Linked DNA regions of Ovis aries: region 2 is linked to region 1. A link is a contact called in public Hi-C data. All regions are on one chromosome and are shown on one strand. Each heading gives the region's core, a stretch centred on a gene start, on an enhancer-like site or on the middle of the called end of the contact. The rest is flanking DNA. Distances are from core to core; before and after follow the strand shown.

Evidence for each region. A called contact is a pair of places that touch in the nucleus more often than the background predicts.
Region 2: a contact with region 1 is called in a Hi-C map of tail adipose tissue, with 3 times the contacts expected there. The contact joins the enhancer-like site here to the promoter of NRGN in region 1. A contact is called at or near these places in 6 of 16 Hi-C or Micro-C datasets (blood, hypothalamus, muscle and 2 more).

The regions. Positions count from the first base shown.
Region 1 is chr21:25,665,679-25,671,241 of ARS-UI_Ramb_v3.0, forward strand. It overlaps NRGN (neurogranin), which reads left to right and starts at 4,004. Exons shown (of 4, transcript XM_027959688.2): 1 at 4,004-4,153. The coding sequence starts at 4,139. LOC105604044 (a long non-coding RNA gene) reads right to left here. Exons shown (of 3, transcript XR_001023430.5): 3 at 1-293.
Region 2 is chr21:25,749,765-25,755,965 of ARS-UI_Ramb_v3.0, forward strand. No RefSeq gene overlaps it. Among named protein-coding and RNA genes, the nearest start is that of ROBO3, 25 kb to the right of the region's middle. Within about 2 kb of position 2,482, at least 7 of the 54 cell types and tissues checked have an H3K27ac peak or open chromatin away from gene starts, as enhancers often do. A contact at or near this core is called in tail adipose tissue, where this site is marked.

The sequences.
Region 1 (5,563 bases), core at 2,754-5,253:
CCGCCTTTCAGTCTTAGTCCTGCAGGGCACCAGACTCGTATCAACAAGACCCGAGTCCCTGAATCTCTCCAAGCCTCACTTCCTCCCCAAATTCGTTAAAAATACTAATACCTCCTCATACAGTTCTCAAAAGCACCAAATTAAATCACGATTGTGGAAACACCTTGTAAATCATTATTCAGGTTTCGGATAATATTATCATTCTCTTCTAGGTTTTAATCCAGGCTCTTGCATTTCATGACGGTGGAAGCTTGGGTAAATTCTTCAACCCCTGAAAGTCTTCGCATCCTCATCTGTAAAATAGGAAAGATAAGGCCTCACTTGCAGGGTTGTTATCAGAATTAAAAGAAATCACATTTACAATGTGGCTAGCACGACACACAGCACCCAGCACTCACTCGGAAGTTTGCTCCCTTCTCTGTCTCACCAAGTGTGTCCTGGTTAGCTTTTTCTATTTTCCATCCTGCCCAGAGCAGCACCCTGCACACGGCAGAAGTTCGAGAAATATTTACTCTTGATAAGGATGCTTACGAGAATTATGTTGATGAAAACAGACAGCGACTACCCGCGAAGATGACTTCACAGCGGCCTGACGCCTAGCAAAACCGACTTTTAGATTTGAATGCTGTGTGCTTTCTCCCCCATCCCTTTCTGACATGTGGGGGGAGGGTGGGAGGAGACCTCCAGTCTGGTAGAGGCCCCTTTAAAAATGTACCCGGGCTCCTCCTCTGCCAACCAAGTTGCTAAAAATACTACCACAGCAAAAGCTGAAATATTTGCAGAGAAAACTGAATTTCCTGCTACCTTTACCCCTTCCACTCAAAATCCTGACCTAAGAAGCCCCCAGCCTGGCTTCACCAAAGGTGCAGCCTCCCACGTCCCACCCTCGTCTTATCATGGAGTCCCGCTGTGGGTTAGAGCTAGGATGTTATGTTCAGAAAGTGCCTACTCCAAGGTGGGGAAGCCACAAGTCTTGGCAAATAGCTTGCCATATGCCTTGGCGTTTGTCTCCGCTTATGAGGACCAGCTCTCTCCAAATCCCCCTCCATCTGTCCCAAGAATCTGTACTGGACCCTAGAAGCTTCCCACTAATCCATCTTTTATCCTCTCTTGAGCCATCTCCTCCTCTGCCAGCTTTGCCTTCCAGCTGTGCCCTCCACCTCCCTACTCCCTGCTGAGTCCAGCCTCCCCTCTGCACCCACGGGCCCCAGCTCACCCTCAAACCAGGCCCTTCCAGAGTTCCTCTCCTTTCTAGGCCTGCAGTCCTTCTCCTTCAATAGCAGTGGGAGACGGGAGTTTTTGAAATGTGAAGAGTCACGGACGATAAATGCAGGGCCCAAGCCCAGCAGGTTAACAAGTAACACTCCAAAGGCTGACCTTGGCCCCAGGCCAGGCAATTCTCTTTGGGGAGTGTCATCTGGTCTCGCCAGTTCCTCAAAGTCCTGGGACCCCTCAGTTCTCACTGCTCCTGTCTCCTTTCCTTCTCATTGATTTGAGAATCAGAGGCTCACAGATCCACCCAGCCAGACTTGCCGACAACCTTAGTCACATAGTCCGGAAGAGGAACCCCTCACCAGAGGATGTGCGTGCCCTTGATGCGTGCTGGTGGAGGGGTCCACTTCTGTGCGTGTCTTTGGATGTGACTGTGTGGCGAAGAGCCCACAGTACCTGTCTCTGAAGATGTGTGACGTGTGTGTGTGTAGGTGACATTACATGGGGACATCCGTGGTGCTGCTCCCCTCTGGATACTTGAGTCTGTGGGTGTCTGTCTTCCTATTTCTGTCTCTGCCTTCCTGTCTGTCTACCTTTTCCTCACCTCTGCGCCTGCCCATCCCCCTGACAAGTGCTGTGGCCAGTTCTGCGTAGGCGCCTCAAGTGGGCTGTTGCTGAAATCGTTGTTTTCCAGGTAGAACCACAGTCGCATATCCATTGTCCCTTGGGCCTGCGGTTGTTCAGAGACACCCTCACCTCCACACAAAGTTGTCCTTTAGGCGGAGGAAAGGGCTGTGCTTCCTGTGTGGGGGTCTGCAGGGGGCCGGTGCATTAATAAGATACCCCCTCTTCAGCTCTGACCAGCAGGAAGAAGGGCCTAGAGGCAATGCAGCCTGCAGAGTGATGTTGCCTAGCAACTTGGGAGACTTTACTGCAAACTCACTCAATCCCGAATTCCTCAGCTCTAATTTGGGAAGAGATAAGCACGGAGTCCAGGCCTGATATCCAGTGTGCCCCTCAGGTCCTCCTGCCCTCTCTCCTCTGGAACCCAGAGTTGAAAACTAGTGGGAACTGACACAAACCCAAGGCCCTCATGTAGGCAAGGGCCTGAGTTCCCAGGACTTTCTGCCATTTGGTGGAGGTGGGGGGGGTGGGAGATGAAGGATGTGCCAGAGACAGACTGGGAAACAGATTTTCAGTTACAAGGGTGGGTGGGTCCCAAACCTGCTGAGAGAGACACCCCTACACCCCAGGGCCTGGAATCCCAGCTGGCATCCAGCTCAGCTTGGGAGACAAGCTGGCTAACCCTGTCCCCAACCTGAGTGGCCACCAGAATTTCCCTCCCACGCATTTTCCCTTTGGCAAGGAAAGCCCAAATGTTCAGGTAGGAAGAAAGCATGTGACAGCAGTGCCAGGACGGGCGAGTCACCTCAGCACGCTGCTTCAGCATCCCCTGTAGCAGCCAGAGCCACAGGGCATTGCCCCCCTCCTCCCCTCAGCTCCAGTCCACACACCTGAAGAGCAGGCATCCTTGCTTCCTTCCCTCCTCTGGGACCTCAGCTGAGAAGGACCTCCCAGTTTTCTCAGAGGTGGCCCAATCTCTTCACTAGCATGCCACGCTGCTAGCTCTGGTACCCTGACCGGTTGGGGGAGGTTGGCAAGCTGTTCCCCCACCAGCCTGTTCTCCTACGAGGCTCCTCCTCCCATATCTCCCTTCTCAAGCCTCTCACAAAGCCCACATCCTTCCTCCACCATGGACCCAGAGAACTGATGCCTTCGGATATTTCCTTACACTGGGGTTGAGAGTATTTTCTTCCCCTCCCAGGGGCAAGGGTGAGAGGAGCCAGTATTTGTCTTATACAGAAGCAATGGAACAAGAGGTTGGGGAGGTGTGGTTTGGGGAGTGGGAAGGAAGGGTGTGTATATCTGTTATCTATCTATCTCTCTATATATGTATATACACACACCAAATGGGTGTCATGCATATATGATTTTGTCTTGTTAGTATAGATGGATGGGTGGATAGATAGATAGGTAATGCAGACATTTCCAGTAGGGTGATTGCCGTGTACACGTGTGCTGGTGTGTGCACGTAACAGGGAGTCTGCGTGTATCAGCACAGCGTGTGTACAAGGCCTGTGTAGTTGTTTTTGCAGGCTGGGTCTGCGTGTCGAAGTGCACGTTTTAGTGAGCCTGGGGAGTATCATATATGGGCGTGGGGGGCTCTGGTGTGAGCTTTTGTGTTCCCCTGTGCCCACCCCCAGGTTACATACCCACACCTTCCCCATTCCACCGCAGACTGATGACGATTCCTTTAAACCGCACGTCCTAGGGGGTCATTTATTTCTTTGAGGCCTGAGCGGGGAGGGAAGGTAGAGGGAACCATATTTGGGACTCTAGCTAGTTTGTGGAAGCGTGGGTGAGGGGTGCACGGTTTTCTCTCTGTGGGTGGGAGGAGTGTTGTGCCCAGATGCGAGTGTTTTTGTGCCCGGGATGTCGGGGTCCTCCTGCGTGCGCCGGCATACATCTGCTTGGCAGTCTGCCGCCTCGGCAGCAACGGGCGTGGGGTGGGGGGGGTGTTGGTGGTGAGTTTGGGAGGATGGGGTGTGTAGGAGGAATGGATGGAAGTGTGTAGGCAGAGGGTTGGGGCAGGAGGCGGGGCGAGGAGGAGGGAGCCGCGAGGGGGCGTGGCCCTGCCTCCATTCCCCCCGCCCACTCTGCCGAGGGCTTCTTCTGATTGGCTTCTCTTCCGCAGGGCTCAGGATACTTTCTCCAGCAGTGCGGAGCGCGGGAGAGAGGACCCGAGAGCTGAGCGGCTGGTTCGGCGCGGATCGGCTGCCTCGCCACCGCCCCAGGGTCCCCACCCGTCACCACGCAGACCCTCTGCGCCAACCTCCATCCCAGCCAAGGACTCCTGACATCAAACATGGACTGCTGCACCGTAAGTGAGCGGGCCTGGGGGACGGGCACTCAGCTTCGTCTGGGGAAAGGGCTACCAAGAAGCTCCTGGAGGGGGAGTGGGGAGTGAGGGATGGAAGTGGGTGCAGAAGACCTAGGAGCCATAAGGGTGCCTGCTGAGAAGCAAATGGTGGGTGGTGAAAGGTGCCCGCCTGACTTGGAAGCCCTAGGAAAAATGCTCCCCAACTCGCGGGGGCGTCTGGGTGCCCATCCGCTAAGCAGTCTCGGTTGGACCCGGAGCTCGACAAAGCTCTGCAACAGGAAAGCTGCAGGTTAGACGAGAAGAGGAACTTCCCCAGGGAGACGCTGGAAACCGTCGCCTAGCGAAGCAACCGGGACTCCTTTCCCCTGGCTTTCGGCCCCCACCCCAATCCCCATCCCACTACTGCCGCCGTCGGTGGGCGGACGGGATGACCTTGGTGACCCTCGGGTCCTGTGCAGCGCCCGGTGAAATAGTCAATTCATGTTGGTTACCTTAGTACTGATGATGGGCAGCGAAGAGCCTAGTCCGTGTGGTCCTGGGGAGGGATTGGCCTGGCCTCCAACGCTTTCTAGCTCTGGAGGGGGCTGGGTGAAGTGACCGGGGAGAGGGCCCTGCTGGCGAGGGAAGGAAGTGTCTGCAATGTGTCAGCGCCCACAAGGAGACCTGACGCCAAAGCAGGTTGCTGTTAAGGTGCGGGCATGAAAGCGCCTCGCACAGGATCAGGCTCCTGGCACATCCGAGGAGTGGTGATCATACGTGTATGCGATATGTTTGTATTTGTTTATTTATTTACTTTTATTTATTTTTAGTCCTTACATATGGAGAAAGTCCGACTCCAAAGTCCTTGTATTCTCAGCCATTTGGTCAACCCAGCTAATGACACAAGAAGTTATAACTTTGCCTACTCCCCACCCTCCACCGTATGGCTTAAAAAAGGGGGAAAATGAGGTTTGGATGGAAGGAATAGCCCAATTTAGAAGAGGTGAAGGTTCCCTGTGTCTGAGTACCAAGAGGTAGAAAAAAGGGGCAAGTGGTTGTGGCTGTTGTTATGATGTTTAGCTCTTATTAATACAAATAATTGTTGTCAATTTGTGAATGCTTACCATGTACCTAACACTTTATATTTAACCATCATGACAACCCTGTGAGGTAGATATTTTTTCCATTTTACAGATGTGCAAAGTGAGGTTTAGAAAGATTAATGATTTGCCCAAGGAAGCACAGCTTCTAAGTGTGGAAGTGGAACACTAGACCTGTCTGATTCCAACAGCTGTAATTTAACCTCTCCTATAAACATTTCCAATATTTCCTCATTGTAAAGGTAATATGCTCTAACAGAAAAAAAAATTTTTAAACTGAAGAAAAGTATACAAAAGAAACATGTCAAGCATCTACAATCCCACCCCTAAA
Region 2 (6,201 bases), core at 1,232-3,731, 83 kb after region 1:
ACTGTTGGGGACCATGGCTTTAGGGCATGTGGGCTTTAGTAGTCGCAACACGTGGGCTCAGTAGTTGTGGTTCCCGGGCTTAGCTGCTCTGAGGCACGTGGGATCTTCCCAGACCAGGGATCGAACCTGTGCCCTCTGAATTGGGAGGTGGATTCTCAACCACTAGACAGACCACCAGGGAAGCCCCAAAGTGCGTTTTCTTTGAGCCTCATTTTTGTGTGAGAGTCAAGACAATATGACATTCCATAAGTGTAGATGTGAACACAATTTTATTTATTGATGGTCATTAATGGCCTATAACCAGGGCATAACCTCCCAGGTAAATATTTAACTTTGGAGCATTAGTAGATGACTCACTAACTTTTAACATTATTTTCCCCTTATATCAATCTCCTATTACGTTTGTAGCTTTTAAGTCCATAAACACAGACACAGGTACAAATAAATTCACATATATGTGACAGTTTACATAAAGCCTTCCTAGTGCAAAGGGGGGTTGTTAGTTTTACATCTCAAATTAGTTCCTGCTACCCCCGCAACTAAAGCAAATTTCTCTGTGGAAAAAAAGTTTCTAAGCATGGTCTATTAATTGTTCTAATGGATTTTCAATGAGAGGTGAAGTATCCTGCTATGTGCCCTGTGGGTATTCCATAAACATGGGTTTGACTGACTCTGTTAACAATCCACAGAGAAAAACTCCCAAATGTGCGCTATTTCAATTATCTAATTTCTTCCCTCACAGTCTCTGTCTTTAGTGCAAGATTTCTATAAACATTTAAGATGACGAGGGTAGCTGCTGCAGAGTCAGGGAACTGCCCACTGAAGCTTTCTGGGCTATGAGTTTAGTTAAAGTGGTCATTATTAGCTGGGATTTACACATCCCCAGGCCTTGGACTTCAAGGAGATCAAACCAGTCAATCCTAAAGGAAATCAACTCTGAATATTCATTGGAAAGACTGATGCTGAAGCTGAAGCTCCAATACTTTGGCCACAAGATGAGGAGAGTTGACTCATTAGAAAAGACCCTGATGCTGGGAAAGACTGAGGGCAAATGGAGAAGGGGACGAAAGGATGAGATGGTCAGGTGGCATCACTGACCCAATGGACACGAGCTTGAGCAAGCTCAGGGAGATAGTGAAGGACAGGGAAGCCTGGGGTGCTGCAATTCATGAGGTCACAGAGAGTCAGACATGACTTGGCAATTGAACAACAGTGCTCAAGCTGATGAGCTGAGGGTGATGTCCCACCTGCGTTTGAGAACATGACAATGGTATAGCAACTTCCTGTTTTCTTTCTTTTTTAAACTAATTTTTATTGGAGTACGATGTTGTGTTCATTTCTACTGTACAGCAAGATCAATCAATCATACATGTACATACATCCCCTCCCTTTTGAATTTCCTTCCCATTCAGGTCACCACAGAGCATTAAGTAGAGTTCCCTGTGCCAGACAGTAGGTTCTCATCAGTTATTCATTTTATACATAGTATCAATACTATATATGTGTCAATCCCAATCTCACAACTTCCTGTTTCCTGTGTAGGTACAGATCTGCTCTGACTCCAGCCCTGAGGTGGGTACTATTATATTCTCAGTATCTGTTGCACATACAACTGAGATTAAAACAGTGCATGAAACAGAATCTTCACCTGCTCTTCTCCCAAAACATTCATTGAGCTCTCCTGTAAGACACTGTGTATCTATTTTAACACACATATGAATATTCTTGGGCTTCCCTGGTGGCTGAGTGGTAAAGAATCCACCTGTCAATGTAGGAGACGTGGGGTTCGATCCTTGGGTCAAGACAATCCCTTAGAGGAGATAAGGCAACCCACGCCAGTATTCTTGACTGGGAAATCCCATGGACAGAGGAGCCTGGTGGGCTATAGTCCTTGAGATCTCAAAGAGTCGGACACAACTTAGTGACTGAACAACAACAATGTATATTCTTGCTATGAGCATGTAATTTGCTAAAGTTACTGTGTGATTTAGGTTTTGTAACATGTTGAGTATCATCTGAGGGAGGGTCATGATCACCTGGGAGAGACCATCCTGTGTCCATTAGACAGAAAACTGGAATTTAGTAAGAAGATTCCAGAGTGGACTTTAGAGTTAAAATAAAGTGGTCATTTTAATAATTTGAGGAAGATTCACTACCAGCAAGAGAAAAAGAACTCTTGGGTGGTAGGAAATAGAGGTTGACTGCCAGAGGGTCCTGGGAGGAAGAAGCCAAGCCCTGGGCCTTGAAGTGGGTCAGAGCTGCCTCCTATGTAGAAACCTCTGGTCTGAAGTTACATTCTTTCCATTTTTCTTAGTTAAGTAACCCATTTTCTTACATCTAGAGCAGGGTGGACCTCTTTCCCAGAAGGAAAAACTAAGAAGTCTCAGAGAGCCCTTGAGGAAACTCAAGGGATCACTCAAGTACCTCGGCAGCTGTCACAGAGGTATTTTCCAGTAACTGCTCTTCCTGCTTCAGTTCCCAAGTCATTTAAGTAGAGAAACAGCCCTTTGTCCTGGTTCTGAGTGGAAAAATGTAGAGTATATAGGCCAGGCTCCAAGTCCAGGGTTAATTCTCATTGATTGGGCAAGGTCTGCCACCTGGTGGCAAGAAACAAAATGTCACCTGCTTTTCTCATCTAATTTCTTGCTCTACTGCTTTTAAAAAAAATCATATATATTAAAAATCATATACAATCATATATTTTACAAGGGCTTCCCTTGTGGCTCAGCTGATGAAGAATCCGTCTGCAGTTCAGAAGACCTGGGTTCAATCCCTGGGTTGGGAAGATCTCCTGGAAAAGGTGAAAGGCTACCCACTCCAGTATTCTGGCCTGGAAAATTTTGTGGACTCTTTAGTTCATGGGGTCACAGAGTCAGACGCAGCTGAGGTGACTCAACACATATTTTACAGAACCCATTCTCAGCCTCTAACTTGGGCTTGCTTCCTTAGCCACCAGCCAAATTCTCCTAATTTGATAATGATGCTGATATTTTGAACAGAATTTTTCAGCAAATATCTGGATCTTAAATCACTTTCATATTATTTTAGAACAGCTGGGAGAAGAAGCAAAGGTAAGAAGGAAGGGACTGGTAGGTGTTAGGATTCTCCTAAAGAAGAAAGCATTCATTCATTCATTCACCATCATCCATGGAGTTGAGCACCACTGAGCACGAAAAACCATGCTCATCAAAATAAAATGCCTTCCCATGGAAAAAAAAAAACCTGCAAATCAGTTTGCAAACAAAAATGTGTAAGATCACATCCCTGCACCTTTAGTGCCAAAGAGATGAACAGATGACCAAGCTAGGTTGGGAAAATAGGTAATTCTGGTTTTCACTGGAGGGTGCAGAGTTGTTTGAGTCCATTAGGGGGAGTGCTAAATCTCCAGACAAAAAACACATGCCCTAGGTTAATTCTGGAATATGCCCAGGATTGCTTGGGGATTTCAGTCTATCTATCCCTCACAGAAAGTAGATACCCCAGGACTCTGGGGACCTTGAACTTCCAATAATGTCTTCCAGCACTGCACACGATCACTTCTTTCCTCTTTCACCAGCCCTTACTTTTCCTTCCTTCCAGGCCAGTGGTCTCAGATTGTAGCCCCAGGCATCCCCACCACCATCACCTGGGAAACTTTTAGAAATGCAAATTCCCAGGCCCTGTGACTTCCCAGACTAAATACATCATAATCTCTGGCAATGTTTTTAAAACTGTTTATTATTTTCAGCTGCCCTGTATCATTGCTCTATGGGGGCTTTCTCTGGCTGTGGCAAGCCGGGGCTACTGTCTAGATGTGGTGCGCAGGCTTCTTCTTGCAGTGACTTCTCTTGCTGCTGAGCACGGGTTCTAGAGCACACAGGCTCAGTGGTTACAGCCCCAGGGCTCTAGGGCAGGGGCTCAGTAGTTGAGGCTCATGGGCTTAGTTGTTCTCAGGCATGTGGGATCTTTCCAGACCAGAAATCAAACCTATGTTCCCTGCATTGGCAAGTAGACTCTCAACCACTGGACCACCAGGGAAGTCCCTCTGGGAGTGGGTTTTTTTTTCCCCCTTGGCGTGTTTTTAACAAGCTCTCCAGGTGATTCTGATACATGCCAAAGTTTGAGAACCATGAGTCTATGAAACTATGCGGGTATGGACCAGGGAGACTGGTGGGGTGGAAGAGAAGAAGTGATGGTTCCTGCAAGAGGAGAGGAAGCAGAGAACATCTCTAAAGGGAGATGACACTGCACCACAGGGCCTTTTGCCAGCTCACCTTGGCACCAAGCTAAGACACTAGCCCCCGAATTTACCCTAGGACACATTGGTGACTATACCACCATCTTTAGACGCGGGCTCAGCCTTCGAATCATGCTACTCCAGAACAGTAGCTGCAGTGTTCAGGACTGATAAGATAAGCAAGGGCTGTGCCAGCCGACACTGTTTCAACTCTCTCCACTTCCGTCCAGATCCGCAACAGGTGCAACTCACCTCCTGGGCAGTGTGGTGCACCAGCAGGCCCCTGGCAGCACCCCCCTCACCCCCCCTCACCTCACGGGATACCTGGATTGAAAACTAACTCCATGAAACCCCAGGCAGCATCAGCAGCTTGCTCCCTCCTTGCGTGGGGAGAATACTACAGCGGGTCCTCTGGATTGCCTGGTTCTGCAGTCGCAGATTCCATCAATCCTGGATCGAAAATATTCAAAAAAAGAAATTTCTAGAAACCAAACCTTGACTTGCTTCAGGAAAGCAACTGTATACTTACATAGCATCTACCCTGTAGTAGGGGTTGTTGTGGGCTTCCCAAGTGGTACTATTGGTAAAGAACCTGCCTGCCAGTGCAGGAGACAGAAGAGATGTAGGTTGGATCCCTGGGTCAGAAAGATCCCCTGGAGGAGGGCATGGCAACCCACTCCAGTATTCTTGCCTGGAGAATCCCATGGACAGAGGAGCCTGGGGGAGGGTAGTGGCTACAGTCCAAAGAGTTTGACACGACTGAAGTGACTTAGCAAGCACGCATACAGGAGTTGTATTAGTTGTAGTCTAGTGATGATTTAAAGTATATAAGAGGATGTGCATAGGTGATATGCAAATACTAGGACATTTTATATAAGGGACTTGAGTGTCAGATTTTTGATATGGGGGTACTGGAGCCAATCCCCAGAGGATATCCAGGGAGGACCGTACTCACCAAAGGGAAATGCTATTTAAATGTACACAATCGAAGCACCTAAAGTCCCTAGAGCAGGGCAGGCATTGTTGCTCTTTAGCTGTTCAGTCCTGTCTGACTCTTTTGTGAGCCCATGGGCTGAAGCCTGCCAGGCCCCTCTGTCCTTGGGATTTCCCAAGAAAGAATGCTGGAGTCGGTTGCCATTTCCTTCCCCAAGGGATCTTCCCCACTCAGGGATGGAATCCACATCTCCTAACAATGCCAGAGGATTCCTTACCACTGAGCCACCTGGGAAGCCCTCAGGGCAGGCATTATTCCTTAGCGTTTTCCTGCCCTTGGTTCCTACTCTCCCTGCACCCCAGCTGCCTGTGCCTCCCTACGTTGCTTTTAGTACAAAGTAAAAGTGAAAGTCGCTCAGTCGTGTCCATGGGATTCTCCAGGCCAGAATACTGGAGTGGATAGCGGCTCCCTTCTCCAGGCGATCTTCCCAACGGAGGGGTGGAACCCAGGTCACCCGCATTGCAGGGGGATTCTTTACCAGCTGAGCCACCAGGGAAGCCAAAATGGGCATTCAAATGGTGTGGAATGAACAGGCGAAGCATGTTCTGCTGTCTGCCATATTTTTCTCTGCTGCTGCTAAGTTGCTTCAGTCGTGTGCTCCTCTGTGTGACCCCGTAGACCGCAGCCCACCAGGCTTCCCTGTCCCTGGGATTCTCCAGGCAAGAACACTGGAGTGGGTTGCCATTTCCTTCTCCAATGCATGAAAGTGAAAGCTGAATGTGAAGCTGCTCAGTCCTGCTGACTCTTAGTGACCCCATGGACTGCAGCCTACCAGGCTCCTCCGCCCATGGGATTTTCCAGGCAAGAGTACTGGAGTGGGGTGCCGTTGCCTTCTCCAGCTGCTGCCAAAACGTGCCAGGCCAGAGCCAGACTTTGTCAATCTCTTAAGAAGAAATCACTCTTTTAAAGGGGAAAGCAATGGTGATTCAGGCACCTCCCTGCTTTCCATTCCTCCTCCCCACACGTGGGCACAAAGAGCGGAAGAGGGGTG